Regions from separate parts of the Anser cygnoides genome. Here regions 1 and 2 are each linked to region 3. A link is a contact called in public Hi-C data. All regions are on one chromosome and are shown on one strand. The core of a region is the stretch at or near the end of the contact, and the rest is flanking DNA. Distances in the headings are between cores, read along the strand shown.

Region 1 (3,423 bases), core at 248-2,747, 130 kb before region 3:
CCCTGTTCAAAGGAAATGCAGAAAAGTTTCGTTTTCAGCCCAGTTCAGATGAAAATCAAATTTCAACTACCCCAAATATTCATTTTCTTGGAAATCACACTTTCTGATCAAGTTTCATTTTCTTTTCTCAGTTTGTCTCTTCAGTGGTCAGCAAATACAACTCTCCTCATGGCTGCCCCAAATAAAGAAGCTGCCCATAAATGGGGACCATCTGGATTTCTGAGCAGGTGAAATGTAAAGATAAGTTCAGGCTTCTATAAGCAAGGAACAAAATATTTGCATAAATCCTCTTCCTCTGCACCTGTGTTATTTCTGCCCTGAATGATGAAACATTGCCCTGTTGGTACCATAACAATCAGAATGGCCAGAGCTACTCAGGACTCTGAACCATTGTGACAGCACTGGCAGATCAGCAGGACAGGCTCTCAGAAAACAAGCAATGGAGTTTTTCAATATGTATGTTTATTTCTTTGTATCTTTTGCAGCATTTCTCCACTATGAGGACAGAGCTGTTAATCTTACTAAATCTTAAAACCTCAAAAAGGGAATATAAATCCTACCAACTACCTACTCCTGTGCAAAAAAAAAAACATTGCAAAAGCATGGGGCATTTAGTAATGGCATGGTTTTCCTTCATATGTTATTAAAGCTCTGGGCCAAAATGATTTTCAAAATCACATAGCAAACAAGTATATAACAAGAGAAGGAGAACAACTCAGATTAAATCCACTTTCTCCAGGGCCACACAGCTGCTTGCAACTACAGAATAGCTGCTGTAATCCATGATTTGGGGAACTGTTATTTAATTATGTGTTACATTATTTTATTATTTATCAGGCCGCAGATCGGTGGAGGCACACTCAGTTGTGAACTTCAGGAGTGGGCTTAGTGTTGCCCTCAGTTTTTCTGCCTGCACTTGGTTTGCAGCAGCAGCTGCTCTGCCTGGTCTGCTGCTTCTTCCTTAACAGCTTTCAACTTTTGTCCTCGTGCCCTTTGCCTCCCTTCTCCAGAGCTATGTAAGGGATGAGAGTGCTAAATCAGCATTTTCAGATGCACAAAATAACATTAGTGATAGAACAGGGCACTGGGATCAAGAAAAAAAAATAAAGAAAAGAAAAAACAAAAACAGTAAGCATGACACTGTTAGAGTGCAGAAACTCTGTGTTTCAGCTCAGCTGTCAGTGCACAACAAACTTCTACTTTCAAAGCAGATGGAAAATGTCCCTGTACAACTCATCTACAAAGATATTAACATGATGCTTCACCTCCTGAAGACCCTGTTTCTCTGGTCCTGAGTTGCCCCTGTCCCAGAAATATGAGAAACCAAGTACAAGAGGAACAATAGGGAAGAAAATACTCCGCTTTAGCTGCTGCACAGCATGTTCCTGGCCAGCCTTGTAGATTGCCAACAAAATATGAATTAAGTACATTTACTGCTATTCCTGCAGCTGAGCAGAGGAGCTGGCAAGCAGGTCCATCTGCTGCTATGCTCCCCTGCCCATACCAATGCCAACAGACTTCTCAGAAATGAGCACTGCATCCAGGCAGAGAAACTGTGGGTGAGAAGAGGAGGCATTGGTACATGGGTCATCAGTGCATCATAGAATCATTTAGGCTGGAAAAGACATCTATGATCATCAAGTCCAACTCAAGTCCAACGTCAAGTCCATCAAGTCCAACCTAGCACTGCCAAGTCTACCACTAGACCAGGCCTCAAAGCACCACATTTACACATCTTTTGAGTACCTCCAGGGATGGTGACTCAACTATTTCCCTGGGCAGTCTGTTCCAATGCTTCACAGCCCTTTCAGTGAAGATCTTTTTTCCTAATATTCAACCTAAAAATCCCCTGGAACAACGTGAGGACGTTTCCTCTTGTCCTATTGCTTGCTGCTTGGGAGAAGAGACTAACCCCCCACCCCACTACAACCTCCTTTAAGGTAATTGTAAAGTACAGTAAGGTCTCCCCTGAGCCTCCTTTTCTCTAGACTAAATAACCCCAGTTTCCTCAGCTGCTTCTCGTAAGACTTATTCTCTAGATCCTTCACCAGCTTCGTTGCCCTTGTTTGGACATGCTCCAGCACCTCAATGTCCTTCTTGTAGTGAGGGGTCCAAAACTGAACACGGTATTTGAGGTATGGTCTCCCCAGAGCTGAGTACAGGGGACAATCATTTCACTAGTCCTGCTGACCACAATATTTATGATACAATCAGGATGCTCCTGGCCTTCGTGGTCACCTGAGCACACTGCTGGCTCATATTCAGCCAGCTATCCACCAATACACCCAGGTCCCTTTCCGCTGGTTTACCTTCCAGACACTCTTCCCCCCAGCTTGTAGCATTACATGGGGTTGTTGTGCCCCAAATGCAGGACCCGGCACTTGGCCTCATTGAACCTCATGCAGTTGGCCTCGGCCCATAAGTCCGGCCTATCCAGATTCCTCTGCAGAACCCTCCTACCCTCGAGCAGATCAACGCTCGCTCCTAACTTGGTGTTTGCAAAACTACAGGGTGCACTTGATCCCATTGTCCAGATCACTGATAAAGATCTCAAAGAGAACTGGCCCCAGTACTGAGCCCTGGGGGACACCACTAATGAGCGGCCTCCAACTGGATTTAAATCCATTCACCATGACTGGGCCCAGCCACCCAGCCAGTTTTTAACCCAACAAAGCGTACGCCAGTCCAAGCCATGAGCAGCCAGTTTCTTGAGGAGAATGCTGTGGGAAATGTTGTCAAAAGCTTTACTGAAGTCAAGTTAGACCACATCCACAGCCTTTCCCTCGTCCACTGAGCATGTCACCTTGCCGTAGAAGGTGATCAGGCTTGTCAAGCAGGACCTGCCTTTGATAAAGCCATGCTGACTGGGCCCAACCGCCTGGTTGCCCTGTAAATGCCACATGATGATGATGTGCTCCATAACGTTCCCCAGCACCGAGGTCAGACTGACAGGCCTGTAGTTCCCTGTATCCTCCTTCCAGCACTTCTTGTAGATGGGCATCACATTTGCTAGCTGCCAGTCAGCTGGGACCTGCCCTGACAGCCAGGGCTGCTGATAAATGATGGAAAGCAGCTTGGTGAGCGGCTCCTTCCACCAGCTCCTTCATTCCCCTCGGGTGGATCCCATCTGGCCCTGCAATGGAGAGGCTAGCACAGCCAGCGCAGCCTGGCCATGTCCATGGAGCTGCAGACCATGCTTTATGCTAGCGTGGCATGTGCCTGCGTGGCATACAACAGCGTGGTACACGCCAGCGTGGTGCACAGCTGTTGCACAGAGGTGACGTGCAGGCATTGGGAATGAGGAGGAAATGCGCCCTAGAACAGGGGACGTCCAGGTAGCCAGCAGGAAAAGGACAAGTAGTGCCCAAACATCAGAGATGAAGGATGTCTCATGCTGACTTTGGATCTTGTTGATTTTTCTAC
Region 2 (3,711 bases), core at 923-3,422, 220 kb before region 3:
TCAGCACTGATACATGTCTTTAAAGACGCATGCGTTTTTGAAGTGGCTATTCTTGGCTGCGATTTTCAAGAGAGGTGCTTTGGCAGGAAATGTAATCCTGCTTCAATTTAAACATATGTAAACAATGTTCCTTTTTAAGATGGAAGCTTCCAGTAAATACAGTTCTATGCACTAAGCAGAAAGTTAGCCTGTTTTAAACCGCCTATAAAAATCTTTATCCAAAGCAGCTGTCGAGGATGCTTAAAAAGAGAAGACTGATCTAATCCTCAAATACCCTTCGGGTCTTCTAAAGACATGACAGTATTATTTAAATGAGTTATCAACAACAGTAACAGTCTTAACGAGCTACCAAATAATCCACAGATATATTGGTCTGAAGTCTGTTCACATTTAGGATTGGCTGTTAGAAAGTTGGATCCAAGCCCAGGATATCGGTCATACAACAGGCAGTACGCTCCTGAGCACTGTACGGTTTCGAGGGGGATTACAGGTAAACTTTGGCACGCACCCCAAAATTTACACCAGCGTGCCTTCTCAAATCAAAAACGTCACAAAGACAGCATAGATCAGAAAAAAAGACCCCAAATTACGATGGAATTCAAAAGCATCCGACCAGTACAGAAATATGGAATATAGATCTAAGCACCAGAAACAAAGCTTCACATCACCTTGGACTGTTTTGCCGAGATAGTCTCCCTTCCTCTCCTTGTTGATGACATACTGGTAAATCTTCCCAGTAGTCAGATTGTTGTCTTTGGTGAGTCGGATATCAAGGAAGCGCTCGTAGTTACCAAGGTCCAGGTCCACCTCCCCTCCGTCATCTAGCACAAACACCTCGCCTGCAGGACACAGAAAGGCACACGCACACACATCACAGAGATATGGTCTGCATCAGCAACTTGCTGGTTTTGCATGTGACAGCTAAAGAATTCAACACAGGGTAACACCTTCTTTGGTTGCTACAGCAAATTCAGGAGCAGCTCATAAAACTAGAAGCCTTGCCCAACAAAGAAGACTAACGCACTGACGGCTGAACCCCTCCACCAGGCACCAGCTTCATTTGCAGCGATAAAAGACCAGAGTCCAAAGCCCCCGAGAGCCCATCCTTGCTGCAGGCTGCCTCGTGGCACAGGCTCCGCTGGCAGGTCCCAGCCGCAGGAGCAGCCGCAGGAGCTGGCACCTTCCCACCAGCCCCGGGAGCCACCCGAAGACCCGGGCGCTGCTCGGGGGCCGCTCACCGTGCTCGTAGGGGGAGAAGGTGCCCGCGTCGATGTTGATGTAGGGGTCGATCTTGATGGAGGTGACGTGCAGCCCGCTGGACTTGAGAATGGTGCCGATGCTGCTGGCGATGATCCCCTTGCCGATGCCCGAGATCACGCCGCCCGTCACCAGGATGTACTTCATCTGCCCGCCGGCCTGCGACGCCTCACAGCCTCAGCGGGGTCCGCACGGCCGTGGCACCCGGTGAGGCAGCGCCAGCGCCGCTCAGAGACCCCGGCCTTGTGCCCGCACCGCCTGCAGCCCCCCCCATCACCCCCATCCCGTCACCCCCGGTCCCGTCACCTCCTATCCTGTCACCTCCCACCCTGTCACCCCCACCCTGTCACCCGCCCATCCCATCACCCGCATCCTGTCACCTCCCATCCTGTCAGCCCCCCATCCCATCACTCCCATCCCGTCATCCTCAGTCCTATCACCCCCATCCTGTCACCCCGTCACCCCCCGTGCTATCACCCCCATCCCGTCACCCCGTCAGCCCCCGTCCCCCACGACCCTCCCCCCCCGCTGTCCCTCAGGCCCCCCCCACCCTCCCCGTTCCCGCCGCAGGGCGCGGCCCCCCCCGCCCGCCATCCGGCCTCCCCCCCCCCCCCCCCCCCCCCCCCCCCCCCCCGCGTGGTCCCGCCCGCCCTTCACCGCTCCCCCCCCCCCCCCCCCCGCGCCTGCCCGCGTGGTCCCGCCCGCGCGCCCCCTCCGCACCCCGCCGCCCCTCACCTGTTCCCGCCGGGCCCTCGCGGCGGCAGCAGCAGGAGCGGCAGCAGCAGCGGCGGCGCGCGGAGGGCGCGTGGCGGGGCGGGGGGAGCAGAGCGGAGCGGGCGGGGGTGCGCGCGCGCGCCGAGCCGCTGCCAGCCGGCGAGGTGCTGAGGCGCATGAGGCCGGCGCGCGGCGGGGCGCAAGCGCGGGCCTCCCTCGGGCGCCTGCGCAGTGTGGCGGGGGAGGGGGGGGTGAGGGGAGCCGCGCTTCAGCCCTGACGGGGCGGGGCCCGGTAACGGCCGCCCCGCTGGAGGGCCGGGCCCTCAGTCACAGGGCCGTTAACGTGGGTGAGGGCGCAGGGAGCGCCCGGTCTAAGTGCCCCCTGCCACCGGCACCGCCAGGAAGCTGTGTCCCTAAGCACGTCCCCTGACGCCGAACCGTTGTCCCGTCCCGTCCCGCCCCGGTCGGCGTCGCCCAGCGCTGCTGCGGGTCCCGGCCCCGCCTCTCCTGAGGGAGACCGGGGAACTGAGGGGGCTGGGGGCCCGGCACCCGCAGGCTGGGTGCTAAGAACTGCTCGGCACTCACTGGAGAAGCAGAAAAGAACTCGCGAGGCCGAAAGAGTTGGTGCAGCTGCCTTCTGCAGCCAGAGCTGGAACCCCATCCACCCTGACCTCTCCCTCGGCGGCAGCAGAGGACTTTGCGGCAGAAGCCTGGACCTAGCAGAGACAGGCTGGACACTCGCTCCCTGTCCTTTCTGTCACCCCAGTACTCTGCCAGCTGCTCTGCCTGAGCTCAGAGGCAGCCCTGATCTGTCCCTAAGAGCCTGAGATAATACCTGGGGTGAGCCAAACCCTCTGAGTCACGTGAAATCAAATGCCCTTTACTTTTATTTTAAAACCTTGCTGTTTGTCCTCATTGCACATTTATAAAGTTCTTGTATGTATGTTTTTGACCGTGCCATGCAGTTTGAAAACTTCACAAAAAAAATGTAAAGCGGTTACCCCGGTGCAGCCTCCCAGGCAGGAAAGCATTGGCAGCACCCAGCCGTGCACCAGAATGAAGATTTACGCAGCATTAGCACACATACAGGAGGTGCACCTACTCCACCCCTTTGCTCTCCCCTGTGCTGTGCAGGGCACGCCGAAGCAACATCTGCAGAAAGCAGTAATGGACACAGACCCAGCTGGTTTATGTGGCACGAGCACGGCTATACGCTGCACACCACAAGAAGCGATCTGAAATGCCATGCAAGAACATTTCTAAGTGCTTCCATTGGAGGGGTGCACGAAGTCTGTTGGCAAGATGGAGCAGTTCACATGCTGATGAAGTGCTCTGCACATCTCTGAGTACCTGTGGAAACCATTCTTGTTTGTTTTTTAATGAAGAATGTTGTAAGCAGCAAAAGATCAAGACACGGGAGTGACTGCCATCTGCCCTTCTCCAGATGCGCCATCACTTCTTACCCTGTGGCTGCTGAAACTGTGATGAAACAGTTCCTACTGTGATCCAAACATCTACCAAAAGGCTTCAGTGGTGGCAGAGGCAGCTCTCTCAATAAAGGAGGTGCATACAACCTGAGTTATGACACTGCTCTTTCTTCTCCAGAGAAGACTGTAAAAATCCCATTTTTTTTAGTTTCTCTTGACCAGTTCCCATCAAGATGTGGACCAAAGCCATTGCAGTGATCAGCCAGTGAAACACACTGGAGAAGCTCTGTTGGTTTCCACTCTGTGCTCACCA
Region 3 (3,597 bases), core at 56-2,555:
GGAGGACACCGCTGGCAGAGTAATCAACGCACCTAGTCGATGCCGCTAAGTAACTGACCTCAGTCACCTGGGCTGGTAAGGCTGCACCGTGTGGTAGCACCCCATTGCTGACCGCACAGCCAGAGCTGCCATCAAGCAAGGGTCCTTCTCACAGGAGCCGGCACCCTCCTGCACCAGGGTGCACACACTCACAGGGGCCAGTGTGCTGCAGCCCTCCACATGTGCATGCACATCCTTCGACACGAACAAGAAACACAGCACGGCCACCAAAATGGGTCCCTGCACCCCCAGCCAGCCACGCGATCAGGTAGAAAGTCTTTGTCAGAGGGACGCTGGGGAAGAGGAAAGCACTGGTGGGGTGACTCCCTCCTGAGAGCTGATCTTACACGGCTGGCGATATTAAAGGCAAACAATGTCCCTGCCCAGGAGACAGGTGAGGACTATGTCAAATGCAAGAGAACGCAATGCAAGCAAATGCAGTTCAAAATTAATGCTTCACGTGAGTGCACCACCATGCCCTGCACGCACGGGCTGGGAACAGAAATGAGCCGCCTGAGGCCCCACAGCCACCCCAGGCCCAGTCCTTACCCCAAAGCACATGAGCCCCGCACTGAACGGGGATGACCCACGTTTTCTGCAGCCTGCGGCGCCTGGAGGAACTGTGGCACCTGTACGACGCTGAGGGCTCCCCAGTCCCACCCACGGGGACTCCGTTGTTCCGCGCTCCCACCCCACCACTCCACAACCTCTGCCCTTGGTATCGACACGCGACACCAGGATGGCGCACGCACCGCCTGTGCGGGCTGTAACACCAGGCAGCGCGGCTGGATCACGGCATCCTGCTCAGGGCAGAGCCGGCCTTAAGGCCCCCTCAAGGCCTAGGAATGCCCAGCAGAGCACCTGCAGGACGCTGGGCGCCGCTGGGCTGCCGGCCCTGGAGCCCACCCACCCTTCTCCTCCCCGACCTGCCCGAGGAGCCAGCGCCTCGGATCCGAAGGGGGGGCACCCGAGCAGCGGGGACGTGCCACCTCCGGTGCCCTGCACGCCGGAGGCACCCGGCCCCCTCCTCCCTCCCTCCAGTCGCGCCACGTCGCGATCCCGGGGCGCTCCGAGCGCGGCTCGCGGAGCCCGCGGATCCCCACGGCAGCCGCACCGCGGCCGCCCGCTGCCCTCCCGCCCCGTCAGGGGCCGGGCGGCCGCGGGCCGCGCTCCAATGGGTGGCGGGGGGCCGGGCCCGGCGGCCCGCCCCTGCCCGCGCCTCCATAAGAGCGGAGCGCGGCGCCCCGCGCCCGGCGAGCCGAGGCGGCCGAGCGGGCGCTGGGGGAGCGCCGAGGCCGCGCGGCCCCGGGGCGGTGCGGTGCGGTGCGGTGCGGAGCCGCGCGGGCAGAGCCCGGCTCCCCGGGGCGGCGGCGGGGGGGCCGCAGCTCGCCTCGCCTCGCCGGGACGGGGCGGCGCTGTGCCCGCCGGGCGGCCGGGGCGAAGGCGGGGGTTGCTCCGGGATCCTCGGTAAGAAGTCGCCTGGGACGGGAGCGGGGAGCGGCGCCGCCCGCGGGAGCCTCGCCCGGAGCCGCGCGTCGCCTGGCGGGGGCCCGGAGCCATGGCTGAGCACGCGATGATGTCCGTGAGCCACGGCGGCGCCGGGCTGCAGAGCTACCGGATGGGCGTGAGCGGGCTGCAGGGGCCGCCGCAGCACGGGCAGCACGTGCTGAGGACGCTGCCCGCCGCCGGCCAGATGGTGCCGTACGGAGGGGCCGCGATGGATGGCGCCATGAGGCCGAGAGCCACCCTCGGCGGACAGATGAGCCACCACCAGATGCAGAACGCGATGATGTTCAGTGGCCCGAGCCAGCAGCAGCAGTACATGGGGCCGGTGGGCACCCAGCAGCTCATGGCTAGCATGCACCTACAGAAACTCAACACCCAGTACCAGGGTCACCCGCTGGGTATGAGCAACGGGCCCATGGGAGCTGGTGCGCAGCAGTACAGAGTGGGGCCAAGCCAGCACCCGGGCATGCAGCACGTGCCCTCACCGGCGCTGACCTTGAATGTTATGGACACTGATCTCATAGACGAGGAGGTTTTGACATCCCTTGTCCTGGAACTGGGGTTGGACCGGATTCAGGAGCTGCCAGAGCTGTTCTTGGGACAAAACGAGTTCGACTTCATTTCAGACTTTGTTAGCAAACAGCAACCCAGTGCCATCAGCTGTTGAGGGGTTTTGAGCTCCTCCTTGTGTCTTAGTGGTTTTGAGTTTGTTTATAACTTCCTTCTCCACCTGCCATCCTCCTCCCTTCCCATGCCTTGCCCTGTCCTGGATTCCTGACCTCCCCAAAGAGACAATCATCGGACACTGGCTTGCAATGGATTGCTTTTCTCTTCTGTGTGGTTTTTCATTTGGGAGTTCCTGGGGAGGGGGTGTGTACCCCGAACAGAACAGATCAAGAGCTCTTGCTGTAGAGCTGCCTCTAAATGGCATTAACAGGATTTCTGGCTTAGTAGAAATAATGAACTTACGACTTTCCACAACTAGGCTTTGAGCACAGGAAGTGATGGGCAGCTGGCAACCCTGCTGGTACCTGGATTTGCTGGGGGATTCTCTGGTGCCAGCAAAGTTAAAGGACCCCTGAGAGAGGATTGTCTCCCTGCCTGGTGCATGGTTTGAAACAGTTTCCCCTTGCAGACATGGGTGGGGCTAGATATTTCTTGGGACTTCTTACTGTGACAGTAAAAAGGTCTTCAGTCTTGTCTGTTCAGCTCAGAAAGGGGGCACTTCCCTTCCAGCAAGCTTTTTTTCCGTACTGGCTGAGAAAAATAAACTATGCCTTGGGGAAGGGTGTGCGTAGGTGCCTGAATGTTCATTTCTGTGAAACTTCAGATCTCTGACCCATACAGCTAATCAACTGTAAAATTTACTGAGCGTTTGGGCTGATTTAGGCATAAGGCTTAAAGCTGCAGTCTAGCTCCACTTTTTTTCCACCTCTGAAACCAAATAAAGACCATGCAACTGTATATTCCAGATCTAATCTTATTTATTTTTCCTATGATTATTTATTTGCAAAGGGCTCCTTTTGTTATTTGGCTTTGGGACTGCTGGGAATGATGCATGGAGAGTACTGCAGCTTTAAGATGCTGGCTTCAAAAAAAGAAAGCCTGGGATAGTTTTCAAGCTGCTCTTCAGGCAGTCGCTTCAACGCAAGGTCTTTATGCTGAACACACTGGGCTGTGTAAATCCAACACCCTTCTGAATGTGATAAAGATGACTTGATTCCTAATTCCCTTACTCAGAAAAGGTTAAATGTAAGAGCTAGTGGGGTTTTGTTTCCTCTGCTGTCTCTTGTTTCCAGGCACTGTGGAAAGCTCCTGTTAACTCCTAGTTGCTGCTGCCCCCTGCTGCTGACAGCTTCTGGCAGCTGTCATTCAACGACCAAGTGAGAATGTACAGATGAATTTGCAAATAAAAGCTGAAACATCTCCAGTGTGCATTTGTTTAGTGCTTGTCTCTGGCACAGGTGCAGTGTTGAGCACTGGGGAGAAGTGGTTTGTTTTCTTGTTTTTTGCTCTCATCAGTGGGCTGCGAATCCAGTCACTAGTGTTCCC

The links. A called contact is a pair of places that touch in the nucleus more often than the background predicts.
Region 1: a Hi-C map of liver shows a contact between it and region 3, with 3 times the contacts expected there. The contact joins the enhancer-like site here to the promoter of CITED4 in region 3. A contact is called at or near these places in 2 of 7 Hi-C or Micro-C datasets (both in liver).
Region 2: a Hi-C map of liver shows a contact between it and region 3, with 2.0 times the contacts expected there. The contact joins the promoter of CTPS1 here to the promoter of CITED4 in region 3. A contact is called at or near these places in 2 of 7 Hi-C or Micro-C datasets (both in liver).

What each region holds. Positions count from the first base shown.
Region 1 is chr24:816,160-819,582 of Taihu_goose_T2T_genome, reverse strand. No RefSeq gene overlaps it. Among named protein-coding and RNA genes, the nearest start is that of CTPS1, 83 kb to the left of the region's middle. Within about 2 kb of position 1,497, at least 2 of the 3 cell types and tissues checked have open chromatin away from gene starts, as enhancers often do. A contact at or near this core is called in liver, where this site is marked.
Region 2 is chr24:899,585-903,295 of Taihu_goose_T2T_genome, reverse strand. CTPS1 (CTP synthase 1) reads right to left here and starts at 2,172. Exons shown (of 19, transcript XM_066982772.1): 1 at 1,993-2,172; 2 at 1,239-1,416; 3 at 669-839. The coding sequence starts at 1,404.
Region 3 is chr24:681,180-684,776 of Taihu_goose_T2T_genome, reverse strand. It overlaps CITED4 (Cbp/p300 interacting transactivator with Glu/Asp rich carboxy-terminal domain 4), which reads left to right and starts at 1,305. Exons shown (of 1, transcript XM_013197656.3): 1 at 1,305-3,471. The coding sequence starts at 1,598. The coding sequence ends at 2,212.